Regions from separate parts of the Ovis aries genome. Here regions 1, 3 and 4 are each linked to region 2. The links are chromatin contacts, called in public Hi-C maps. All regions are on one chromosome and are shown on one strand. Each heading gives the region's core, a stretch centred on a gene start, on an enhancer-like site or on the middle of the called end of the contact. The rest is flanking DNA. Distances are from core to core; before and after follow the strand shown. Region 1 overlaps CUBN (cubilin). Region 2 overlaps CUBN (cubilin). Region 3 overlaps TRDMT1 (tRNA aspartic acid methyltransferase 1). Region 4 holds the start of VIM (vimentin).

Evidence for each region. A called contact is a pair of places that touch in the nucleus more often than the background predicts.
Region 1: a Hi-C map of omental adipose tissue shows a contact between it and region 2, with 1.8 times the contacts expected there. The contact joins two enhancer-like sites. A contact is called at or near these places in 4 of 16 Hi-C or Micro-C datasets (omental adipose tissue, skin fibroblasts and tail adipose tissue).
Region 3: a Hi-C map of tail adipose tissue shows a contact between it and region 2, with 2.3 times the contacts expected there. The contact joins two enhancer-like sites. A contact is called at or near these places in 2 of 16 Hi-C or Micro-C datasets (omental adipose tissue and tail adipose tissue).
Region 4: a Hi-C map of tail adipose tissue shows a contact between it and region 2, with 4 times the contacts expected there. The contact joins the promoter of VIM here to the enhancer-like site in region 2. A contact is called at or near these places in 4 of 16 Hi-C or Micro-C datasets (muscle, retroperitoneal adipose tissue, skin fibroblasts and 1 more).

The regions. Positions count from the first base shown.
Region 1 is chr13:30,687,800-30,690,499 of ARS-UI_Ramb_v3.0, reverse strand. The region is part of intron 59 of CUBN (cubilin); the gene reads left to right. Among named protein-coding and RNA genes, the nearest start is that of RSU1, 32 kb to the right of the region's middle. Within about 2 kb of position 1,364, at least 3 of the 54 cell types and tissues checked have an H3K27ac peak or open chromatin away from gene starts, as enhancers often do.
Region 2 is chr13:30,831,422-30,834,121 of ARS-UI_Ramb_v3.0, reverse strand. All of the region lies in intron 27 of CUBN (cubilin), which reads left to right. Among named protein-coding and RNA genes, the nearest start is that of CUBN, 100 kb to the left of the region's middle. Within about 2 kb of position 1,286, at least 19 of the 54 cell types and tissues checked have an H3K27ac peak or open chromatin away from gene starts, as enhancers often do. A contact at or near this core is called in tail adipose tissue, where this site is marked.
Region 3 is chr13:30,968,648-30,971,347 of ARS-UI_Ramb_v3.0, reverse strand. It overlaps TRDMT1 (tRNA aspartic acid methyltransferase 1), which reads left to right. Exons shown (of 12, transcript XM_042230590.2): 9 at 1,195-1,523. Among named protein-coding and RNA genes, the nearest start is that of CUBN, 34 kb to the right of the region's middle. Within about 2 kb of position 1,312, at least 5 of the 54 cell types and tissues checked have an H3K27ac peak or open chromatin away from gene starts, as enhancers often do. A contact at or near this core is called in tail adipose tissue, where this site is marked.
Region 4 is chr13:31,054,730-31,057,429 of ARS-UI_Ramb_v3.0, reverse strand. VIM (vimentin) reads right to left here and starts at 1,304. Exons shown (of 9, transcript XM_004014247.6): 1 at 595-1,304. The coding sequence starts at 1,157. TRDMT1 (tRNA aspartic acid methyltransferase 1) reads left to right here and starts at 2,457. Exons shown (of 12, transcript XM_042230590.2): 1 at 2,457-2,539.

The DNA of each region.
Region 1 (2,700 bases), core at 115-2,614, 140 kb after region 2:
TGCAAGCGGATTCTTTACCAGCTGAGCTACCAGGGAAGCCCAACCAACATTTGCTTTCTCTAAAGACAGAGCTCTTTTGTAGGAAGTGTTTCTTCTTTGGTTAGGAGGTTAGAGTGACATTTGTTCTCTGGCACAGAGTGGGTCTTCCAGAGTGCTTCTGACACAACATCAGGAAGTTGCTGATGGGTGGGAGCTGGCTGGATGGTAGAAACATGAGTAGTGACAAAGAAGATGGTGAGTTTGTGATGCTAAAGAACATTAGGTTAAAGTCAAGACTAAAGTCTTGGTTAAAGTCATAGACTAGCTCAAAGAAAGGAATTCTAAAATACTGATATAGTAAACAAATATATGACACTATTTCATTGTTACAGAATTCTGCCTTTTTCTTCCCCTGTATCCTACTATTGTTGAAATTCAGAAATAGTATCATGGCAATAGTACTTTTTGGTAATATTTGATAATATTTGTCTTTATATTTCCTCAAAGACATAGGCTTCCATTTCCATTTTGCCTTACGAGGGGCAGAAGCACAGAGCAGTTATGCTAGGTTTAAATATCAAACTAGGGAATCAGAACAAGTATAACCATTCCATTTCCTATGCCGCAAACACTGAAAGATATTTACTCTCATATCATATTGTGTTTACTTCAATTATTTGACTGTTTATTCATATGTTTACTCATATAGAATATATAGAATTTGAATTATATAACTCACTCATATAATATTATATTTACTTCAGTTATTTGACTATTTGGGCCAGGATTATCTGACAATAATTTTAGTTCTCCATTTTCTTTATTCTGTGTGTTCATTTTATGAGTCAATAAACTCTATTATAGTTTGATAACTGGAAAAAGCTATTTTTGTATTGGTCAGTTATTGCCACAATAATGCCATATAACAGACTATCCAAAATGCAGTGGCTTATACCTAGAATATTAATTCTATTACTTATGGATCATCAGGCTGTTTTGCCTGCCTGTTTCAGGATGCAGGCTGAGCGTGTTTGGCTCTACAGTATAGGCTAGGGCCGGGTCTGCTTTCCATGCAAGTCCCCAGGGCATGAGCTCTTGGTGGATCACACAAGCACAAAAGTCCAAGCCAAAGAGCATCAGCACATTTAAATGTGCTCTTCCTACCTCTTGGCCGCTAATATTCCATTGTCTCAAGCAAGTCACATAGTCAAATCTAGCATCAAGTGGACAGAAAAATATACTCTGTCCATTCTCAGTTCAGTTCAGTCACTCAGTCGTGTCCGACTCTTTGCGACCCCATGAATCGTAGCACGCCAGGCCTCCCTGTCCATTCTAGACCACTGCACAGAGACAGACTGAAGAGTTAGGAATGACGCAGTCTCCCTCTAAGCCTGTGCCAGTGCACGTCAGTGAGCTGCGGATTCTGCTCTGGGATTCCCTGAAGGCAGGGTGTCTCTTTCTTAAGACATTAGCAGCAGTAGTAGCAATAGGAGTAGTCTTGTGTCTAATAAGTGTGTATCTTATCTTGCATGTATCAGCAGTAAGTGTGTATAATGGCACTTGCAGTGCTCAGTATATTTGGCATTCTATCCTTATTAACCTAACTAGTAACAATTAATAAGCAAGTGGTGATTAAAACATATAGCTTAAGTTTTTTAGAAAATAGCATTTAGTCGTTGGAGCTGATGTATTAGTAGACTAAAGCCCAGCAGTCCGGTTTTCCTGCATACAGACCTCTGACTGTGCACTTCCCCTACTTCCTCCAGCCCAGACCACTTCCCCTACTTCCTCCATGTGCTCAGGTCTGGTTTCATTTCCTCCAGATGCATTTCTAGGTTGGACTTGATGAGAAAGTGCATTCATTCTGACCCTATCACTCCTCAGATCAAAAACCTTTCAAGTGAATCCCTGCTAGCTATAGAATAAAGTCTATAGATCAAATTCTATAAATGTAAGTCCTTGTCCACTTAACCTTTGGTTACAAACTCTTTCAGCCTGGACTTGCCAATACCAGCCCCATTTCTCTATGGTCTTGTCGAGTTTATCCTTTAAGATACAGATCAAATGTCACCTCCTCCTTGAACATTCTAGATCCTCTTGGCCTGAAATAATAGTCTCCCTTCCTTGCAAAATTCGCCTCTGCCACTTTTGTGGCACCTGTGAGTTTCTATATGGTATCATCATTATTGATTTATGACATCACTGCTATTGGAATACCATTCATCTTTTCCCATCTCAACACTAAATATAAATACAGGTAACTAATAAGAATCTACTGTATAGCACAGGGAACTCTACTCAATACTCTGTAATGGCCTATATGGGAACAGAATCTAAAAAAAGTGGATGTATGTATATGTCTGACTGATTCACTTTGCTGTACACCTGAAACTAACACAGCATTGTAAACAAACTACACACCAACAAAACTTAAGAAATAATAAATATATTTCCTTGACTAACAAACAAAACATTATTTAATAGGTAAATAAATTTCTCAGTTCATTAATACCCTTAGTAATTGTTCTTCCATGTCAGGCTTTTCAATAAGCTTAAGTGGTTGCCTTTGGTAACAATCAGTCCACATTGGAGCAAAAACTGTGGAATCTCCATTTCTTTCTTCACTTTGTAGACCTGTTGCCTAGGAATCCATGGTGGCTCAGCTGGTAAAGAATCTGCCTGCAACGTGGGAGACCTGGGTTCAGTCCCTGGGTTGGGAAG
Region 2 (2,700 bases), core at 37-2,536:
AAAAGATTATGGAGACAGACAGTATAGTCTTTTTAGTAGACCAGCTGGGTCTACTACCCTAAAAGGGTGTGAAATTCTGAGCCTGGAAAAATATTACCAATACATATCTACCTTGCTATGTTAACAGGGTCCCAGAGATAATACTTTAAAAAATAAACTTATCTGATCACATAGCAATACAGTCATTGCAGACAATATGGAAAATATAGAAAAACCTAGATAAAATAAAAATAACACAAATTATATCACTACTGATGATATTTGGTGACATTTACTTACTAAAGTCCCTCACTATTTTATTTTAACATTCAAAGAGGATCATTTTGTACATACTATTCTCTTTTCTTGCATTTTTAAAACTTTTTATTTTCTACTGGAATCCAGCTGATTAACAACATTGTGATAGTTTCAGGTGGACAGCAAAGGGACTCAGCCATACATATACATGTATCCATTCTCTCCCCAACCCCCCTCCTATCCAGGCTGCCCCATAACATTGACTAGAGTGCCCTTTGCAATGCAGTGGGTTATGCATTTTAAATACAGCAGTATGTACATGTTGATCCCAAACTCCCTAATTATCCCTTCCCCCATTCTTCTCCCCTCCATCATAAGTTCTATACTATTATTCTTGCTGTTAAGTCGCTTCAGTTGTGTCCGACTCTGTGCGACCCCATAGATGGCAGCCCACCAGGCTCCTCTGTCCCTGGGATTCTCCAGGCAAGAATACTGGAGTAGGTTGCCATTTCCTTCTCCACTTCCTTAATGAGTTTTTAAACATGCAACAGTAGCTTGCGAATGTTTCTCCTTGTTATTTATTACACCACATCATTTGCAACATCGAATGTTTCATCATCACAATTTAACTACCCATTCTCCTTGAGAGACACTTAGAATCTTTGCAAATGTCCACTGTTATAAACAGTGCTGAGGTAAAATGTCTTTGTAGTTAAACTTTTGCATACATCCATGGTTAAACAAAGATTAATAAAACAAGCAAACAAACCAACCCAAATCAGCCTTGGTGGCATCTAAAATAAGTAATATGTAGAAAGCAGAAATAAATATCCATGCACTATTAAGAGAGGACAGCAACTAGCCGCCACATGGAAGCTGACTGTATGGTCTGTATTGGAGTCCAGCCTTTAATCCAGAGTGACACAAAATAATTCCAAATGTGGGCTTTCAACGGGTTTCTTGGTCTCATGCAAAGCTCAGGGTTGTGAGTCATTGTTTAATTTTAGACGGGTACCTCATGCTTCCTGCCCCACCCTGCAGCACATGGCAATGGCTTTTCCTGTGCCTGGTGGGAAGCGGGGAGTAGGGGGTGGGCAAGATGTGCCTCTGTACCTACTGCACTGTGCCCACCCTTGTGTCCCATGCTGGAACCTTCACCCCCCATCTCCCCACCCCCTGGGGTGACACAGAGCCAGCAGTGCTCTGCTTCTGCATGCTTATTTAAACGTTTGTCTAATTTATCTTACAAGATCGGATTGCATTTTTACCACACCTCCCCCCGCACCCCCTCCCTGCCCAGGCTCTTGTCATCCACAGTGGGGGCCTTTTACCCTCCTAGATGAATCTTGCTTGGCAGTTTCTTCTATTCTTACAAGAACATCTCAAAGCCTTTCAGATTTAAAGTAAACTCTGAAAGTTCCAAGCCAGGAGATTTGCGTGTGAACTTGGGCAACAGTGTTCTCAGTAACTGTTCTAACAAAGCAGGTCCCATAGTTCCTGGTACAGTTGATTTTGGGGTGGGGAAAATCTGAAGAGGTGCTCCAAGAATTCGTCAGTTCCTGGTCCTCTCAGAAGCTCCAGTGGCCAAGCAGCCGGAGCTGCAGGCTGGCCAGAGGGAAAGTGGGGTGGAGGCTGCAACAGGAAAAAACACATGTGTTTTGCTATCCAGTGGTTGCTCCCTGATCTGTCACCAGGGCAGCCTTGACAAATTGCCCAATGTCCTCTTCACCACCAGTCCTGTGATGATCCACTACCTTCCTCCACCCACACACTCCCTCACTGTAGGATCTGCGCTGAGCTCTGTACCCCACATGGCAGTGATGGCCTCAGTCTCCACACAAAACCAGGTTGTCATAGCAACACCCTGCTGGCCATGGCCTTCCATCTCCTCCCAAGTGATCTGTTGATTTCTTGCTTCCCTGTCTGGTCTGCCAGGGATGATTTCTGAGAAATAGTTTACATGAGTCAGTTCAAGTTCTTTTTAGCCATCATATTATTTTCTGTCAAAGTTATTTCCGGTAGAGTTTCTTTAGAAGCAATGTTGGTTCCCTTTGCCACTGACCAAGAATTAGAATAACATTTGAGTCCATATGCCAGGACTCACACCCAAACTATTATATGTTTTTTTTTGGTATGCTAACCACAACAGCCCTATGAGACAAGTACCATTAAGAGGCTAAGTTTGCAAAGAACTCTTAGCTTATGGAGGTTAAGTAATCTTCACAAGTTTATGTTCTAAGTGAATATTAAGAGCTAGACTGGACTTTGAATCTAGAGACCAACACTGGCCATATTCAGTTCAGTTCAGTCTCTCAGTCATGTCCGACTTTGCACCTCCATGGACTGCAACACTCCAGGCTTCCCTGTGTATTCTGACCACCTCTTAATACCTTCTGCTTCTTCTAGGTGCATACCATTTCTGTCCTTTGTTGTGAACTCTAATGTGTTCCTACAGTACAATCA
Region 3 (2,700 bases), core at 63-2,562, 140 kb before region 2:
ATTAAAATATGGTAATGATTAGTACAAGCTAGGATAAAATGCACAATTGCTATAGATAAAATCGCTCATTATGCTAGCAATTTTGTATGCTTCTGCTGAAACTTGATGTGGATAACAGAGTTTCAGTGGTTCAGTGAAGCTCTCTGTAATCATCACAGGTAAGAACTTAAAAGTCATGTCCTACTAACAGGGGTTCAGTAGTATCATTTGAATCCCCCTGTAACACAATACCAGTTTTATGCTTCCCTGATGGCTCAGTGGGTAAAGAATCTGCCTGCAATGCAGGAGACACAGAAGACATAGGTTTGATCCCTGGGTCAGGAAGATCCCCTGGAATAGGAATTGGCAACCCACTTTAGTATTCTTGCCTGAAAAATTCCATGGACAGAGAAGCCCAGTGAACTACAGTCCAAAGGGTCACAAAGAGTTGGACAGTGCTGAGTGACTACACACAATGGTATTATATTACGGGGCTTCCCAGGTGGCACTAGTGATAAAGAACCCGCCTGCCAAGGCAGGCGATGGAAGACACGCCTGTATTATATTATTCAATAGCAATGTGTCTCCCTTTCAATGTGGATAGTTCCAAAAACAATATATAAAGTATATTAACAAAGATTTCATCATTAAAAATTCCTGGAACTATTTTATCCTTCTCAAAATAGGACTTTATACAAGGTTACCTGTTTTGTAGAAACAAGTTTTTCCTATGGGGCTCAGGAATAGAAATAACCTTTCAAGGCAAAGAGTGCTTATCATTTTTAATAACTAATTTTCCTTTAGATCATGGGTATGTTTTAGTGTGTGTGTGTGTTTTTTAACAAAGGGGAATGGTAAGCTTTGATTCAAAACACATTTCTGGAAATATTCCTGTTGCTTTCTCAACTTCTTTTCCAACTATGATGTCGTCTGTATATTCAGCCTACTTCCTATTATTCTGTTGAATGGTTTTATTACTAGAGAAAGCAGTAATTTCATGAAATAAATTATCTATAGTCTGATGGCCTATCATTACATGATGAAAAACTTGTAGTAGCTTATATAAATTACTAGTAAACCTCAATGTCTATCTTTTTAATGACAGCTCAGTAAAAGCTAAAGAATTTTTTTGCATAATGTTGACTAGATATTATTAATTCATCTTTTATTTTTAAGAAAGCTTTTGACAATTTATATATTTTTATTTAATGTCAGGTACTGATGGAGTTTCCCAAAACTGAATCTGAACATTCCCCTCAATATGCAATAAATGCAGAAAAGAAAACTGAACCAAATATTTGCTTTGATAGCAGCACACAGTGTTCTGGGAAAGAGGCCATTCTTTTTAAGCTTGAAACTGCAGGAGAAATTGACAGGAAACGTCAACAGGACAGTGATCTCTCTGTGCGAATGCTAAAAGATTTTCTTGAAGATAACATTGACAAGCATTCATTCTTTTTACCACCAAAGTCATTACTGCGATATGCTCTTTTGTTAGACATTGTTAAACCCACTTCTAGAAGATCCATGTGCTTTACAAAAGGGTAAGTTTTAAAGAGTCTCTACTCAGGACATATCCAAAGTAACCAAGTTTTCATAACTATTGTCTCTTTTATTTCTTCTGGAAACAAGAAGCATTTTATAGAATGTTTCTGCTAAAATGTGTTTGTTTATTTGTTTTCCTCCCTTAATTGCCTGCTTTCGTGTTCCAATAGAACGCACAAGTAAAAATTGCTTCTGGCAGAACATCATGTGCACAGCCCACGAAAGTGCTCATGAAAGGCCAGGCCATTGTTTGGTGACCTTCGAAGGAGCTTAATTACCCATGGTGGAAACATACCCATGGTGAAAATATGGTCTCTGTAGACGGCAAATTGCTAATTTTTTTTACCACCTTTCTTTTTATGGTACCTCAAAAATTTCTGTCCACTTTCATAATCAGTGTACAAGAAGATATTAAATTTTAATATAAAGAAATTAGATTGAATAATCTGGAGCACATTAGAGCACTTTAAATTTTCTTTAGTTTTGGGGTAAGTAGTTATATTCTCATGGTTCAAAATTCAAAAGGAACTGAGATTGTAAGACTCCTTTCCTCTCTGCCTCTTGTTCATCCAATTTCCATCCCTACATGCAACCAATGATTACAGTTTACTGTCTAATCTTCCAGAGGTGTTGTGTGCAGGGTATCTAAATATACATGTATATTTTTACCCCCTTCTTAAGTAAATTGTAGAATATTATAATCATTATTATGCACCCATTTTTTTTTGACCGTACAATGTAATTTGGGTATTATTGCCTAAGAATTTTGCTATACTCATGGTATAGGTATATCACAATTTATTTTACTGGATATTTAGGGGATATAGCCTTTGGCTTATTTCCCAAGTGTTAACAAATGTGTTTTTCAAGTTTCTTTTTAAACCTAGAAAGAAGGGGAAATAAGACCCTTGGCGAAGAATTTGTAAAAGATCCCTGCCTCTTCTTTGTTAATACCACTCAAACTCATTTGATAGGTGGTTTTATGATTTAAACATTCAAACCTTCTCTCTTTACTTGCTAGCTAGTTGTCTTGACACTCTGCCCCTAAGATAATCGTATGAGGCTTATCCTGATTTTCTCATACTCTGCCCTTGTACTTCTAGGGGAATAGGTTTATTGCTTTTTCCATTACCTTAAAAGACTTCAGTCAGCTGTTGTCTGTTTCCAAGTCTGATA
Region 4 (2,700 bases), core at 55-2,554, 220 kb before region 2:
GGGCGGGGCGACCACACCCAAACACCCAGTCGTGGCGCAGAGACCCAAGGGTTGCTGCGCCACCTCCGCGCTCAATTAGCGACCGCGGCTTAGACCTGCTGTCCTAGGCAAGTTTAAGCGGGACCTTGGCCTCTGCGTGGAAAAGCAATCACTGTCGCCACCCCGACCTGCGAGACGCCCGCCACCACCTCACCGCGGAGACTCTACAATCCCTTTGTCTCGCTCTCTCCACGGCCCGTTGGCTGGCAGCCAGCCAGAGGGGGACAGGAAACTTTCTCAAAGTTTGGGGAAATCGCGTTCATCCTTTTCTAGGGCCTTAGCAGCAGCAGCAGCAGCAGAGTACACAGTGGTAGTTTTTAAAAGTCTGCAACTTGAAACGTGCGTTCTTGGGCAATGAGTCGGGGTAGAGGGAAAATGCTAACTTGGAAGATTCTGGTTCAGGGCGGGGCCCGCACCGCTTAAGCCACAACCCTGCTCCCCCGCTGTCCCCCACCCCCACCCCCGGCAGCCGCCGCCCGGGCCACATCCCCAAGGGCGTGGCAGCTCCGGTATCCACTTCATCCCTCCCTCAGCCCCGCGTGGGCGCCGCCTTACTTCTCCCGGAGCCTCATGATGTCTTCGGCCAGGTTGTCGCGCTCCACCTCGACGCGGGCCTTGTCGTTGGTGAGCTGGTCCACCTGCCGGCGCAGCTCTCGCATCTCCTCCTCGTAGAGGTCCCCCAGGCGCGACTTGCCCTGTCCCTTGAGCTGCTCGAGCTCAGCCAGCAGGATCTTGTTCTGCTGCTCCAGGAAGCGCACCTTGTCGATGTAGTTGGCGAAGCGGTCATTGAGCTCCTGCAGCTCCACCTTCTCGTTGGTGCGGGTGTTCTTGAACTCGGTGTTGATGGCGTCGGCCAACGAGAAGTCCACCGAGTCCTGCAGCAGCCGCACGCCGGGCACGCCGCTCCGCAGGCGCACAGCCGAGGAGCGCGTGGCGTACACGCCACCCGGGGACGAGGTGTAGAGGGTGCGGCTGGTGGAGGGGCGCAGCGCACTGCCCAGGCTGTAGGTGCGGGTGGACGTGGTCACGTAGCTCCGGGTGGAGCTCGGCCGGCTCGCGGTGCCTGGGCCGCCGAACATCCTGCGGTAGGAGGACGAGGACACGGACCTGGTGGACATGGCTGCAGAGGGTGGCGGTGGACTGGGCGACTGCGGTAGCACGGACTGGCTCCGGGAGAAGAGGCGAGCGCGAGGGCGCGGTGGGTGTGGGCAGAGGGAGCGGTGCTGCGTCTCTGGCGCGGGGAGCCCGGAGCGAGAGTGGCAGAGGACCGGACCCCGCGCGGGGCGCAGTTTTTATAACCGCGTTAGGTAAGAGGGTTCCCTCCCACTGCCATCCCGGCGACGGAGTGCGCCAGCCAATGGGGAAGGCTGGGCGGGGGGTTGGGGCGGGGGCGCCCCGGAGCCGTCCTCCTCCCCCATCTTCCCCAACGGGGACTGAGCACAGCCCCGTTACTTCTTAGCTGGGCTGGGACTTTCAGGGGCTTTCCTGATGGTGGCCCGAGCTCTGCTCACCTCTGGGTGCTGATAAAGGAGGGGTCGCGCAGTGGTGCAGGGGGAACCCGCCAGGACTGGACCAGAGGGGTCCCGGGCTCCGCGCCAAAGAGCTGTAGGAGGAGGCGCGCGGGTGGGAGGGGCGCGCCGCAGCTGGGTTGCGCTTTACTGGGAGAGAGAGGATGCGGAGCCCCGCGGGCCAAGAAGCAGGAGGAGGGGGAGTGCAGGATCCCGCAGAACTGGAGGCGTGGAGAAAGAAACAAAGAGGGCCTGAGATTAGAGCGCGAGGTGGGGGCGCGCACAGCTCTGGACGCAGGGCTTGGGCCCCGCGCAGGAGTGTGTGCACAGCCCGCTTCGAAAGAGGATCTGATGCGGACCCCGTCTCTCTTCGTCCTCTTGTCTTGGGAATTCCTGTTCAGGGACCTAACGGACTGGGTCCCCTTTGGACGGTGCGCGCTTCGAGGCGGCGGCCGAGGAAAGCCTGGGGGAGAAGGGTGGGGTCGCTGAGTCACTGGCACTGAGTCACTGCACCCGGCTGTCCCGCCGAAGGCTCCTAGCGGTACAGGGAAACCGTTAGACGAGATTGACTCCAGCCTCCCCGGGCCTGCGCGCACAGTTTGTCGAAGTTTAACACAACTTCGAGCTGGGCCTCAGCTTTCTCGTGGGCAGTTCGCCTGCGTGAAGACTAGCGCGCGCCTGAGTTCTTAAGAACCCGACAAAGCCAGATTTTGCTCCGATATGCAGGCTTCTCTGTAGTAAGAAACTTCTGCACACATTCTATAAGCGCCGAACGCGGGTCTGGGGCATCACAAATGCACTCCGGGGAGGTTCTTGCCAAGTTCCCCCTCACTCTTCTCCCTGGTCCCCTCTCGGCCTCCCCCTCCCCCCATAAAACCACACCCGACTTTTAACAGGATCTGGAAGTTTGGGGTGAAGGAGGAAGCTCTGCGTCCGCAGCTGCACAATCAAATTGATCTCTGGTTTTTCTGCTGTTGCGGAAGTCATTCAAGGTATAAACCTGCGCTAATTATAAGAATGAATTAGGTGATACTTTAAATGTTTAATTTGGTGAATGAAAGGCAGTTAGTTGATTAAATGATTAGTTAGAAAGGCAGCTAGTTAGCCTCAGATGATAGAATGTTTGCAGGGACTGATGCATTCTGCAGGATTC